3 separate regions of the Mus musculus genome follow, and all the other regions are linked to region 2. The links are chromatin contacts, called in public HiChIP or PLAC-seq maps. All regions are on one chromosome and are shown on one strand. Each heading gives the region's core, a stretch centred on a gene start, on an enhancer-like site or on the middle of the called end of the contact. The rest is flanking DNA. Distances are from core to core; before and after follow the strand shown.

Region 1 (4,695 bases), core at 741-3,240, 120 kb before region 2:
AAGCAAGCAAGCAAGCAAGCAAGCAAACAAATACAGAGAGATGATATCTTATGCAATGTGAAAAAGCGATCACCTGTCAATAAAGAGCCGATTGGCCTATAGCTGAGGCAGGAAATAGGAGGTGGAAGTTCCGGTCGGAAGAAAGGGTTCTGGAATAGAAGCTTGTGGGAGGATTTGCCCCGGGCAACCCTAAGGAGGACAGACGCGTGGAACCTGAGCAGAGGTAACTAACTGGGCATGTGCTTTACATAGAATGGGATAAGTGGGTTATTCAGTTAGGAGCTAGTTAGAGAGCATGTACAGCTTTGGTCTAGGTATTTGTAAATATTTAACAAGTCTCAGAATTGTGATTTTAGCGAACAAAGTGGACAGGTGGAAAATCCTGAGATTACAGATGGCAAAGCCCACTAAGACACACACACACACACACATGCACACGCACATGCACCTGCATACACATGCACATGACCATACATACCTGTACATACCACACGTACTAAATAATTATAAATAAAAAAGGCAATAGAGATAGCAATAACCAGAAACCCTTCTGGACTATGGTTACTATAGACAGAGCCTCATTACTGTAGAAGGAAAAGCTAAGGTTCAGCAAGGTTAGAGACTCAGCCAAGGTCACACAGCTTATTCAAAACCAGGTGGGATTAAAAATCCTAGGCTATGCTGGGTGTGGTGGTGCAGATCTTTAATCCCAGCGCTCAGGAGGCAAAGTCAGGTGCAATTATGTGAGTGTGAGACCAGCCTGGTCTACAAATTAAATTGCAGACTAGGCAGGAATACATAGTGAGACCATGTCAAACAAACCCCAAAAGCCTAGGCTAAGCCTTCTATCCCTTTTCATTTATTTTTTGGTTTATCCATTTTTAGAACTAGCCTCTTGGCCCTGTCGGTAGTTCTAAGGTGTAGCTGGTACACCAGGTTCCACAAGCTCAGACATTTTTGTCATGTGAAACCCTCCCTCTAGGGACCCCTGCCTTCTGTGGAGAGAATTTTGGTGATCTGGTAGTGAGAGGGATCCCTGCCTTAGAACTAACAACTGAGTTCGAGGAGTCCCATTTGAAACCCCCCTTACTCTCCACAGGCCCCGCCCACCCCGCCCCCACGCCACAGGCCCCGTCCCTAGGCATGAACAACCATTAGGTCAGAGCCTCCAGGAGCAGTTCTTAAGGTGATTTGTGTAGGGATTGGCCCAAGTGTAAGTGGCTTACTTTCCTCATCTCTCCTCCTCCTCCTCCTCCTCCTCCTCCTCCTCCTCCTCCTCCTCCTCCTCCTCCTCTCTCTCTCTCTCTCTCTCTCTCTCTCTCTCTCTCACACACACACACACACACACACACACACACACACACACACACACCAGTATAAACACTTGTTCAGAAAAAAGGAAAAAATAATTTCCAAGAATGCAAAGGAATCCAAGGTAAAAATACCCTTATGGTTGTTTCTGAGACAGGGTCTCATGTAGCCCAGGCTGGTTGCACACTTGCTATGTAGCAGAGGATAGCCTTGAACTCTTGATCTTCCTAGCTTTAACTTCCATATGCTAGGATTATATGTGTGCACCATATGCCTGGGAAAATGCTAGACGCTTATTTTTGTTGTTTTGTTTTATTTCTTGGAGCCCATGTTGGCCTAGAACTTGTACTAGGCAGCCCCAGCTGGTCTTGAACTCATGACTCTCCTGTCTCAGCCTTCTGAGTGCTGCTGGAATTACCACCCTGTACCTGGTTGGGTACAGATTTAAAAAAAAAATTATATATTTATCTTATGTACATGAATGCTCTGTGTCACACACATCAGAAGAGGGAATCAGATCCCGTTACAGATAGTTGTGAGCCACCATGTGGTTGCTGGGGATTGAATTCAGGACCTCTGTAAGAACAACTTAACTCTGAGCCATCTCTCCAGTCCTGGGCACAGATACTTTTTAAGAGCTCCCCAAAGGATTCGAAAGTGAATCTGGATTTGGGTTTTTGCCAGTGTGGTCAGTGAGACTGGGAAGTAGAGTTCTGCTTTGCCCAACAGAGCCCTGCCCAGCTGGGCCACTTCTCCATTCTGAAAGTGGGGAACCTTAGCAGCATTTAAAGTTGACTCCTTGCCCCCCCCCCCCTTACCCTGCAGTCAAACACATATTCTCCCCCACTCTCTTTTTTAGATTTATTTTATGTGCACTAGTGTTTTGCCTGTGTGTACATATATCTGTGCGGGGGGTGTTGGATCCCCTAGACAGAGTTACAGACAGTTGTGAGCTGCCATGTAGGTGTTGGGAATTGAACCCAGGTACTTTGGAAGAGTAGCTACTGCTCCTAACTGCTGAGCCATTTCTCCAGTCCCCCAAACACATTCTTAAGGAGTGAGTATTCCTGTAAGCTGGGAGCCTTAGGATGTTAGGTATTGGACCCAGAACCCAGTTTATAGGGAAAGGCCAAATCAAGTCTTGCCCAGGGGGCAGGGCAGTGTGGTCCACTTCCTTCATTTGCCTTCTCAGGCCTCCAGGCAGTTGAGCAGGTGTCCCTCTGTGCTGCACCTGCAGCCCAGCCCCTCCCTTCTTCCAAAGCAGTCCAGCAGGCAAGACAGCCCAATGCTTTGCTTGCCCCAGAAGGCTGAAGCTAGCTAGCTAGCATTAGGTGGGTCACAGAGATACTGGTCCTGTTGGGGACCCAAATAGCCTTGGTTTCACTGGTTGCTAGGCAGGGACCTGAGAGACTCCAAGTGTCTCTCAGTGTCATTCAGAGAGACCTCAGTGTTCCAGCTCCCTTCTGGCTGGGCTGGAAGACTCTTCTCACATAGTCTTTCTTAACTGCCCCTTAGGAGGTCTCAGGTCCTCTTTCCAGTGTTTGATGCTCCTGGGGTCAGGCAGGAGGTGGGAGTGGAGGATGCTGGGGTCATCAATGCTGTACCCCTGGATACAACTGCAGTTCCTATACAAAAGTTTCTGCTTTCTCAGAGTTGACCAGCAGATGGCGACAAGGACTGCTTGTGGCTTTCTGGGGTCTCACCTAGGGCCCAAGAAAAGCCCCTTTCCTTCCCTTCCCCTTCTTCTCCCCTTCCCCTCCCCTCCTCTCCCCTTCTCTTCCCCTCTCATTTCCCCTTCCTCTTCCCCTCCCCTCTCTCTGTTCCCCACCCCCTTTTTGAGACAGGGTCTCACACATTGCAGCTCTCAATAGATAGATCAGGCTGCCCTCAAACTCATGAGATCCACCTTCCTCTGCCTCTGCCTCTGCCTCTGCCTCTGCCTCTGCCTCTGCCTCTGCCTCTGCCTCTGCCTCTGCCTCTGCCTCCCCCTGGGTAGGATTAAAGACCTGCTGTCCCACATCTGGCAGAAATCTCTTTTCTTTTTTTGTTCTTGTCTTTTTGTTTTTTCTCTTTCGAGCTGTGGACTCTACAGACTCTACAGCCAGTGGCGATGTCCTGAATTGTAGTCACTGGACCCTGGCTCCCTTGGGAATCACATGGGAACAGATAAATCTTCCCAGGTAATGCTCATGGTGTTACTTGTCGGTTTCTGGGTTTAGCCATCTGATCTACCCCAGCCTCATTATGTTTAGGCCCAGTTCCTGTTCATTCTCTTCCTCCTCCCTGAATCTTTAGGTCCATATCTGGGGTGGTGCTGAACCATGTGATCTTCTGCATATAGCAGCAGCAGTCTTCACAGCAGCTGGGCCTATTGTAAGAGACTCTCAAGAGGAGGCTGTTAGCCCGATGTGCTGGAGAATACTTTTACTCCCAGAACTTGGATGGCAGAGCCAGGTAGATTTCTCTGAGTTTAGGGCAAACCCAATCTACATGGTGAGTTTCAGGCTGGCCAGGGCTACATATGAGACACTGTCTTAAAAATAAAAATAAAATAAGTGAATAAAATAAGATTTAAAAACATTGAGCTATTAATGGCTGATATTTCCTCATAGAAATATGTGTGTGTGTGTGTGTGTGTGTGTGTGTAGGTTTAGGTTCATTGGCCTTCATTTCCAGCCATTTGGGTTTAATTCTTCCCTAACTGCATATGGCCTGGTGGTCTCTGGAGGAGCTAGAGTGTGCAGGCAAGGGGTAGGGGCTCCATCTATGCAGCCATGGGAAAGTCCTCTAAGATCCTTTCCAGTGATGTGACTGTTTTGGGATCACAGAGGCTCCTATAAGCGACCTTTCAGCATCTCCAAGTTGGGCTTTGGTGGCTTCGTGCTTTGGTTGGTTGGTGGTGATCTAAAAGGAGCTTGCTCTGCCAAGGAAGAGTCCTGGAAACACACACACACACACACACACACACACACACACACACACACACACACACACAGAGAGAGAGAGAGAGAGAGAGAGAGAGAGAGAGAGAGAGAGAGAGAGAAGAGCAGATGGAGGCTGACAGGCAGCAAAGGTTAATGCGAGAAGGACTTGACATCAGAGGAGTCCAGCCAGGCCACCCCCAGTCAGTCCTTCTCTGGGTTCCACTGAGAAGCAGTCCCTCAAGGCTGGCTGCACTGCTTCCTGACTGGAGAATTAGGAGTCCGGTTCCTTCCTCGAGGATTTTAATGGTTTTGGTACTTGGTTTATCCAGTCCTGTGGGAAGTACAGGGGTCCTTGTGCTCATAGCTAAGCATTAGGGGAATGAAGAATGTTAAACACACAGGGTTGACTTTTCAAAGGGAGGCATGTATAATTTGTTTTCCACCCAGAAGGCTGGGGCAG
Region 2 (4,772 bases), core at 92-2,591:
TACTCCCAGGCTCTGAGCTGAATTCCTCCTCCAGAAATTCCTGCCACTTTCAGCTGTCTTGATGCTACAATGCTCATTATGGGGACTTACCTGGGTCCTCACTTGGAACCACAGACAACTCAATCTTGAAGTACTTATCGAACCCCAAGGAGCCATCAAAAAGTGATATATCCACCGCACACATGTAGGTGTCTGCATCCTCCAGGGTGAGGCTCTCATAGGTCACTGTGAAGGTGAGGTTGTCTGGATGGTCCCTGATGGTCACTCGGCCATTCCTAACTTCTTCTGAGCTGCTGGTCTTGACAATATCTTTACAGAGTACCTTCAGTGACCCTCTGCACCAGAATTTGTCCTTAGTCTTGAATTTCTCCTCGTATTGACATGACACACTGAGCGATTCCCCAACAGCGCCTGTGATAGTGCTGGGGCCATGCAGTGGGACACAGCCTGGAAAAGAGTAACTTCAATTCTGCACCCTGACAGCTGGATGGGAGTAAGTCCTCCCTTTGGTCAGTTCTTAAAAACCCTCTGGTCTCTAGGAAAGAGTGAGAAAGGAGACAGGCTTTGTCAGAGCAGGAGTCAGGACTGAGGTCATAGAGAGATTATAAAATAAATAGAGATTATGTGATTATGGCACTGACTGTCACAGGTGACCCTCCCAGTTGTCCTGAATCTGCCTCAGGTGTGGTAGACATGACTGTATTGTGCACAGAAACCTGGCAGTACCTGGGGAGCAGATGCTGATGGTCCTGGGCCCCACCCAACCCCAGCCCTACCCTCCTGATTCTCTCTAGACCCTTCTGCCTGTGCTGGCCTCTCCCTCACTCTCTCCCCCTCCCCTTCCCCCCCTTCTCCCTCTCCCCCTCCCCATCCCTCTCCCCTCCTGTCAGACTTACAGCAGGAGTTCTCCTTTCAAAGCTTACACCCTACACATCTGCTCATGCTCACCTGGGACCTGAGAGAGGAACAGAGCTGAAGGCAGCCACAATCTTATTACTCTGGGAATCATTTCTTCAGCTCCGCTGTCACCTGTGCCCACATCAGGGCCAAGAGTGGAGAAGGATCTGTCTCAGTCTAGACAGTAGAATGTTCTCTTGCCTAGTTCTCCTTTCTGTCCTCTGCTTCCTGGTCTCGTGCTCTTACGTGAGGCTCCAGATGAACAGTAGCAGGAAGGGCTCTGTTAATACTCCAGGCCTTAGAGGCTTTGGTTCCTACCACACAGAATAAGTGGGGACAACCACTGCTGTGGATTGAGGGTGCCATCTGTCACCTAGCCCTTACCCGAGGGCTTCCCTGCTCCTGCCAGAGCCCTGGAGGGGCATTTCCATTTCCGGTCAGGTTGTCCACCCTCTGCGACACACACTTCCTGAGTGGATTGAAAAGCTTCCCTTCTGTTGCTCTAGCTCTGTGACCACAGAGGAACCATCTCCTTCAAAATGCAGATTATAGGGCACTATTTGTCCATGGCGTCCCTAGAACTGTTTCCAGGTTTACACTACTGATCAAGGTCATGCTGTGACCCTATCCCTTAATGAGAGTTTATCTGAGTGCTGTATCCTCCAAAAGAGTACAGAGCTGTAGGTCACAGCTTTCTTTTCTTCCGTCTTATTCTGTTTGGGGTGCTGTTTGTCTGTGGCAGCATATCTAGCCCAGGATGGCCTCTATGTAGCCAAGGAGGACCTTGAACTGATTCTCCTACCTCCATCTCCTGAGTCCAGCAGTGTAAGGTGTTTGTCACCACAGCCCATCCATGCTGAACCCAGGGCTCTACGCATGCCAGACAAGCTCTCTGCTGACTAAGATGCATCCACAGCCCTGATTATTTGAGACAGTATCTCACACTGCAGCCCAACCTGGGCTTGAATGCAGTATTTAGCTGAAGCTAACCTTGAACTCAGAGAAATCTCCCATCCCTTGAGTGCCAGGCCTAGATGGGAGCCATCATGCATGGCAGCTCTGTCTTCTTGAGTCTCTGGGCCCCATACCTAGACATGGGCATGATTTCGAGTAGGTGTTGTGTGGTAGAATGAAAGAATGACCTCAGATCACTCCTTTCTGATGACTCAGTTTCCCAGTGCTGGCCATCCCCTTCCCTTTCATGTTGGAGAAGATGGAAAAGACGGAATCCAAGAGCCTGGTGACCTGCCTGACCATAGAGGTACCTACACCCCTCTGATCTACAGCAATATCTGCAGGCTGTGGTGACATTTGGGGGAGACCTTTTGCCCTTAAGATTCCCTGGGTTTAGACTCTCCTCTGGGTATCCAGTCTTATGTCACTCACTCCAATCCCCATTGACACAGAATGCAGATGTTCTCCCTACTAACACAGAATACAGATGTTCTCTCACTGTATCATTTTCTTGGCTCTCACTGACTGACCATCAGGGTATCTGCCTGCATTTTTCCATGTCCACTGTTTCTTTATGCTCTACAGAATATCAGATCAACAAGAGCTCAGAAAGTGCTTTGTGCATTCATTATGGGACTCTAAGACATGGTCATGCTTGCTATCTGTGTCTACTCACTGTTCTCTTGCTGCGAGGAGACACCATGACCACAGCAGCTAGTATAAGAGAAAGCATTTAGCCAGGGCTGGTGTAGCAGTCTCAGAGGCTGAGTCCATTGTTATCATGGTCAGCATGGTGGCAAACATGGCAGGTCTGGAGCTGGAGACATAGCAGAGAGTGACATGCTGATTTTCAGGTAGAGAGAGAAAGGCAGAGAGAGGTGAGAAAGAAGGGAGAGAAGAAAGATGACAGATGAGAGATGCGTGTGAGCTTTTTAAACCTCTAAGCCCACCCAGAGTAATGCACTTCTTCCCCAAAAGCCACACCTCCTCCTCCTTCAAACCCTGTCCACTCCCTGGTGACGAAGCATTCGAATAAATGAGCAGGGTTGGGGGGTGTAGGGGTGGGAGGTCATTCTTATCAAACCACCACAGTATCCAATGAGCTCTCAATGTGTCCTAATACAGTAAGTGGGTGGGATATTCAGAACCAGCACGTCTATGCCTACAGCCATCTAATGCTTGGTGAGACTCTCAGAGGCTTTGGTTCTGGCAAATTCAACATGGTGCCCTGGAGACTGACTGAGGTTACAGCTGCCTGGAAGGACACACTGGAAATCAGGACTTGGAAATGGACAAAGCAGGTGTCTATCCTGATGCTCTGGGAAGGAGTTTGTTTCAATGTTTCCCCTCCTCTCAGAGTGAGCAGCAGAACAAAGCTGGAAGCAGTGTGTGTGTGTCCACTAACCCAAGGTTCTCTTCAAGCAGGGCTCACATTTTGGGTGGTCTTAGTGCCTTGCTCATGATAGCTGTAGTAACTAGGACTATATATTTGAAAGCGTGCTTCAGAGACAGGAAAATTAGCAACTTACTTTTGTGTCCAGCAAAAGTCTGCTGAGGTCCATACTGTACAAAGCTGTGATTCCAGGCTTCTGCTGTCTTGCTCTCCTGTGAGCTCCCAAGAGCTGACTTCGCCTGCACATGTAAGATGGTCATTACTGCAAGAGTCAGAGAGAGGTAGGTAGTGGACTGCAAGCGCTTTCCCCATGAGTGGGGCCGATTCACACTCACCCACACATGTCAGGCCACAGAAACAAACAGAGCCACAGAAACACATGCAATTGCTGTGGGGAAAGAGGAAACCGAGAAGACAATGGTCTGCTCATGCCTCTTGCCTAGCTCTACCCTGCAGTGAGAAGCAAGAAGCCCAAAGAGGAAGAACCTTCAGATGTCAGAAGAGGAAGTTTGTAGACACACCAAGTGCTGATCACTGCAACTCCACCAGTACAGACACATGTGGGAGGTGCCTCGTAGGGCTTCTCCGGACCTGTGGCACCTCCTTGTATGTCCTCAGGGTCTTCTGCTGCTATCAGGGCCTCTCCAAGGAGCAGGAGGGAGGCAGGTCCCTCTCAGGGAGAGGTGGTAGTGGTGGTGGCAGAGGCCTCCTCTGGGCTGGATGGCAGACTGGATAAACAGAGGGAAGGGAGGGAGGAACTCAACACCAGTGTTCATCCCGTTCTGCTTTCTACTTGTGGACACAATGTAAGCAGCCACCTCACTCCCACCACCGCGCCTTTCCACCATGGTGGGTTAAATGCCTTGAAACTGTGAGCCTAGATAAACCTTTCCCTCTTAAGCTGCCTTTGTCTCATTACTTATCACAGTGATGAGAAATATAACTGATACACGGTCTCTGGAAAAACAGGAGGAAAGCTGGTGCATGCTTTTAATCCCTACACTGAGGAAGCAGGGGCAGGTGGATCTTTGTGGGTTTGAATCCAGCCTGGTCTATGGAGTGAGTTCCAGGATGGCCAAGGATACACAAAGACTCTCTGTCTTGAAAACAAAACAAAACAAACAACGACAAAACCCTATAAAAACAAACAAAGAAACAGAGGAAAAGAAAAATAATAAACAGAGGAACAGAGCATCAGTGTCCTGACAGGTTAACAGATAGGTTGGTGTGTACTGGTACGTTTTGCCAACTTGGTACAAAGTAGAGAATGCTGGGAGAAAGAAGTTTTACTGAACATCTTCCCCATCAGTTGGACATGGTGGGCACAGTGGTGAGGATATTTTCTTGATTGTTAATTGATAGATGGATGAGATGCCATCCCTGGCCTTGTGGTTCTCTGTTGCATAAGAAGGCAGGCTGAGCAAGCCAGTGAGCAGCGCCCTCCATGGCCTCTGCTTCAGTTCCTGCCTCCAGCTTTCTGCTGAGCTCCTACACACTTCTGCAAACTGGACTGTGCCCTGGAAGCGCC
Region 3 (4,548 bases), core at 1,386-3,885, 70 kb after region 2:
ATAACAGTAGCAATGATAATAGTTGTAATTATAATAAGGACCCCTGTTTGCTGAGAGACTGCTACTGTATCTATTATCTCATCCCATGCAGACAATCACCTTAAAGCAGGTTTTTCTTTTTTTCTAAATGAGTACACTGTAGCTGTCTTTAAACACACTGGAGGAGAGCATTGGATTCCATTACAGATGGGCTGCCATGTGGTTGCTGGGAATTGAACTCAGGACCTTTGGAAGAGGAGCCAGTGTTCTTAACCGCTGAGCCATCTCTGTAGTCCCTGACAACCACCTTGAAAGAAGGACCAATTATTATCCCCATTTTGCACAGGAGAAAGCTATACTCTTGAGGGAGCTGCTGATCACACTGGAATAAGAGCCAATAGCCACCACCCTTCAGTAGTGGTGCACACCTTTAATCCTAGCACTTGGGAGGCAGAGGCAGGCAGATTTCTGAGTTTGAGGCTAGCCTGGTCTACAGAGTGAGTTCCAGTGCTGACCCCATACCCTTCACACCCACACCATTAGCCAGTTCACTCACAAATTCTATGGCTGAACAAGAACCTCGAAGATTGACAAGCAGGCTCTCCTACCCCAACCTTTCTGTAAGCGCTCTGAATTCAGGGTTGTGTCTCTCCATTACAGGTCAATAGAACAACAGAAAACAGCTTATATTGTTGGGTCTCAGTGAACCACACTGTCATCATTGTCAGGAATCGGCCAACACTTCATTGTCTGATTCCTTCCAGGTCCAGTTTGCAGGTTCACGCTACAGAAGTTTCAGTGTGACCATATGTGGTGAGGCAGAGAAGGCTTTGTGGGGTAAAGGGTGGGGGTTCAACCAAGCATAAAGGTAGAAACCAACGTGAGCCATAGCCACAGAGCAGCTTGGGACCTTTTGGGATGGCTGGAGAAGAGAGTACAGCACATTAATGGGCTTGTGCTCCACTAAAGCTATCAGCAAGGATACACAATGATCAATGGCCATGTAAAAAGCCCATGAATAGATCCATGGTCGGTTGATTGACAAGTTGAATACAAGGCGCTTTGATGGAGAAGCAGCAATGTCCATGGCTGGAGAGACGGTACAGTCAGTAAAGTGCTTGCTGCATGAACATGAGGCCTGACTTTGATCAATGGGCACATGAAATACCAGGCAGAGTGGTAGGTACAGTCTTGGAATCCCAGTGTCAAGGAGGCAAAGACAAGAGAATCCCTGTTTTGAGACAGGATCTCACTGTGTACCCCTGGATAGCCGGGAACTCACTATGTAGACCAGGCTAGCCTGAAACTCACAGATTCACCTACCTCTGCCTCCTGGTTGGTTTTTATTATCAACTTGACACAACTAAGAGTCATGGAGGAGGACAAGTCAAAGCAGATTGGCCTGCGGCTGTCTTGGGGGCAGGGGGAGTGGGTTGTCAGATTGTCGATGGATACAAGAGAGCCCATCCTGGGCAGTTGGTCCTGAACTCTGTAAGCAGCCAGCTAAGCACACAAGCAACAGTCCTTCCATGGTTTCTGCTTTCTGCTGCAGTCCCTGCCTTGACCACCCTCGGTGAGAGCCTGTGACCTGAAACTGGAGGAAGAATTAAGCCTTTCTTCCTCTAACTGGTTCTGGTCAGGACAAAGATCGAAGCACAACAGGAGAGCAAACTAGACACACAATAGAGCTTTATCTACTGACAACCCCCACTAACCCCTCCTCACAGCAGGAAGAATAGTGCCTGGCCCTCGGGGCAAATGATGGATGTTCAGACAGAAAGCTGTGGCAGAGACAGCAAGCTTCAGAATCCACCCCAGGACTGCAGACAAGCCTTCTAGAGCATTCTTATTTACAAGGTTGCTAGCTTTCCCCTTCCCTGCTATCTCGAGAGACTCGTGTTCTCAGCCCCGGGAGAGATCTCCATCAGTCACATTTAATCAATCACCAGACACCGCCCCTGCCAGACACAGTGGCTAGTGCTCCGTCAGCCCCCTTCACTGAGCGTATTCCAGGTAGATGTACCAAGTCCTGTTTCCTCGTCTACATGGAAAACAGACTGTCCGTTTCGAGAGAGAAAGTGAGGAAAGAGAGAATCTGAGTATATTCGGGTATCAAATGATGGCGGGTGGGGGCGGGGCAGCTGTGTGATAGCTTCTGGGTTTCAGAAAAACGAATGAACAGTGAAAAGGCTCCTGAGGAAGCTGGAGGCTCACTCCGAACATCGCTTGGTAGAGGCAGAATAAGTCACTGGAAGGATCTTTGGCAAAGTTTCCCTGGGTGGAGCATGCTGTCTGTTCTCTATTTTATGGCCAGCTGTGTCATCGAGCCATGGGCTGCCACTTCCTGCTGGATGGTCACTAATGTGATGTCACTTTTATTTTTTCTAGATTCCCTCCTGGTGGTTAGCTGTAGTTATGCTTGGCCTGTCTCGGAGACAGGAAAGGGGCATGGGGAGAGGGGGAGAGAAGAGCAGGAGAATAAAAAAAAAAAGAGTTGGATGAGAAGCGGGGGAGAGGAAGAAAGGGAAGGAGGGGCAGCTTCCATAAATGACTAACAGGAGTCCAGCTTCTCAAACTCGGCTTCTGCCTCCATGCCTCACTCCGCTGACCAGAGGGCTGTGCCCCAGCTGCTGCTGCCAACAGGCACCTTCCTGTCCCAGGCCTGCGGCCAGCTGTGACCGCAAGTCCCCAGGAAGTCCATTCCCTCAAGTGGATATCTAGGCTGTAGGTCAAGATGCCTGCTAAAACGTTACAAATAAATCATGCAGTTAAAAATCTGCACATGACCCAGCACAGTGGCACACACTTTTAATCCCAACACTCAAGAGGGAGAGGCAGGAGGGAATCTCTGTGAGACCAGCCTGGCCTACAGAGTAAATTCCAGGACAGCCAGGGCTACACAGAGAAAAAACAAAGAGGGGAGAGAAGGGGGGAATGAGAGAGAGGAGGGGGAGAGGGAGGGGGAGAGGGAAAGGGATTGGGAGAGGGGGAGGGGAGGGGAGGGGAGGGGAGGGGAGGGGAGGGGAGGGGAGGGAAGGGAAGGGAAGGGAAGGGAAGGGAAGGGAAGGGAAGGGAAGGGAAGGGAAGGGAAGGGAAGGGAAGGGAAGGGGAAGGGGAAGGGGAAGGGAAGGGGGAAGGGAAGGGAAGGGAAGGGAAGGGGAAGGGGAAGGGAAGGGGGAAGGGAAGGGAAGGGAAGGGGGAAGGGAGGGGAAGGGGGAAGGAGGAAGGGCAGGGAAGGGGGAAGGGGGAAGGGGAAGGGGAAGGGAAAGGGTAAGGGAAAGGAAAGGAAAGTCTCCCCTTTGCCGAGGCTGGAGAGATGCTCAGGGGTTAAGAGCGCATACTGCTTTACCAGGACCCCTGCTTAGTCCCTGGCACCCTCATCCACTGGCTTCAGACAAAGCCTGGGTGGGACCTCTGTTCCCTTAGAGGCCATCATGGCCAGGACTGTTTTGTTTACAGCTACCATAAACTCACCTAGAACACACATAAGGAAATAGGGATTCGCTTTAGAAGAATTCAAAAACCATGAAAACCTTCATCAAAAACCATCCAAGGATCCTGCTGAGGCTTGGGGACCATGGGGACCAAGCCAAAGAGCCCCACCCAGGCCTCTCTTACTTGTGTCTTGTGGCTCCCTCCACACAGCTTTCCCTAAGGGATAAAAATACAACCACTGACTTGACCCAGATTTCTGTGTCTCTGAGAAAGGCGTCCCTTCCCGAGTCTCAATTCAAAAGAGCATGAAATGCCAGGAAGACCTGAAAGTGGTTTGACTATTATCCCAGGAGAGCCTTGCAACTGGGGGATACCGGAGACTAAAAGCAGTAGCTGGTCCCGAGCATGGGGAGGGGCAGAGGGGCTGAGAATCCTGAGAGTGGCTGAAAGCAGCCAGTGAGCATAGGGGAAGAAAAGGGAGAAAGGGGCAAAACCCTGGGGGAAAGAAAATGTAGACTGAACATGAGACACACGGTAAGGCAAGGGGACGTGACCAAACCAAGATGGGAACCAGGCACTAGAACCACCGGAGCCAATGAGTCTAGAGTCTGACTGAGGGAGGGCACCCAAGGAGATATGCAAAAAGACCCTGGGATCTGCTGGTATGAAACCTTCAGGGATCTATTCAAATGCCATCTCAGTGGAGGCCCTGGTAAATACAGCGTCAGGGTGAGCAGGTGGGTGAGAGGTGAGGTAGGGACAGGAAACTGCTTTTTTTCCACTGTAGAACGGGGATGCGAAGGCCTTTGCGTGCAGCCCTCCCTCTAGTTGATCAAATCATACCAAATGCTCGTGTGCACAAATACGCAAACGCAAGAAACAGTTCCTACTAACAGCAGCTAAGTCTTATTTCAAGATTCACTCTTCTCTGACCCAAGGTCACATTCTATTCTGTTACCAGGACACTCTTGGTCTGATTCCTGGAACTCTGGCTGGGGCTGGAGAGGGAATGCAGAGAGGACAGACACACAGATGCACAGACACACAGACATAAAGATACACAGACAGACACACATTCAGAAAGCCTGCAGTCATGTTGGGGTGTGTTCGCTCTGGTGGAGTGGCCCATCCTTC

What was found. HiChIP or PLAC-seq counts read pairs in DNA pulled down with a chosen protein or histone mark.
Region 1: an H3K27ac HiChIP or PLAC-seq map of microglia shows a contact between it and region 2, with 4 times the contacts expected there. The contact joins the enhancer-like site here to the promoter of Cd300c2 in region 2. A contact is called at or near these places in 2 of 39 promoter capture datasets (macrophages and neutrophils), 4 of 115 datasets of contacts at active chromatin or transcription factors (bone marrow-derived macrophages, embryonic stem cells and microglia) and 2 of 9 other capture datasets (macrophages and pancreatic islet).
Region 3: a contact with region 2 is called in an H3K4me3 HiChIP or PLAC-seq map of bone marrow-derived macrophages, with 2.7 times the contacts expected there. The contact joins the enhancer-like site here to the promoter of Cd300c2 in region 2. A contact is called at or near these places in 4 of 39 promoter capture datasets (the C10 cell line, embryonic stem cells, macrophages and 1 more), 1 of 484 Hi-C or Micro-C datasets (bone marrow-derived macrophages), 3 of 115 datasets of contacts at active chromatin or transcription factors (bone marrow-derived macrophages, embryonic stem cells and neural progenitor cells) and 3 of 9 other capture datasets (adipose tissue, liver and macrophages).

The regions. Positions count from the first base shown.
Region 1 is chr11:114,877,846-114,882,540 of GRCm38.p6, forward strand. No RefSeq gene overlaps it. Among named protein-coding and RNA genes, the nearest start is that of Cd300a, 9.8 kb to the right of the region's middle. Within about 2 kb of position 1,991, at least 58 of the 459 cell types and tissues checked have an H3K27ac peak or open chromatin away from gene starts, as enhancers often do. A contact at or near this core is called in bone marrow-derived macrophages and microglia, where this site is marked.
Region 2 is chr11:115,000,539-115,005,310 of GRCm38.p6, forward strand. It overlaps Cd300c2 (CD300C molecule 2), which reads right to left and starts at 1,342. Exons shown (of 4, transcript NM_134158.1): 1 at 949-1,342; 2 at 91-447. The coding sequence starts at 1,009. It also overlaps a transcript of Cd300ld4 not described here.
Region 3 is chr11:115,069,551-115,074,098 of GRCm38.p6, forward strand. No RefSeq gene overlaps it. Among named protein-coding and RNA genes, the nearest start is that of Cd300e, 9.8 kb to the left of the region's middle. Within about 2 kb of position 2,636, at least 139 of the 459 cell types and tissues checked have an H3K27ac peak or open chromatin away from gene starts, as enhancers often do. A contact at or near this core is called in adipose tissue, bone marrow-derived macrophages, macrophages and 2 more, where this site is marked.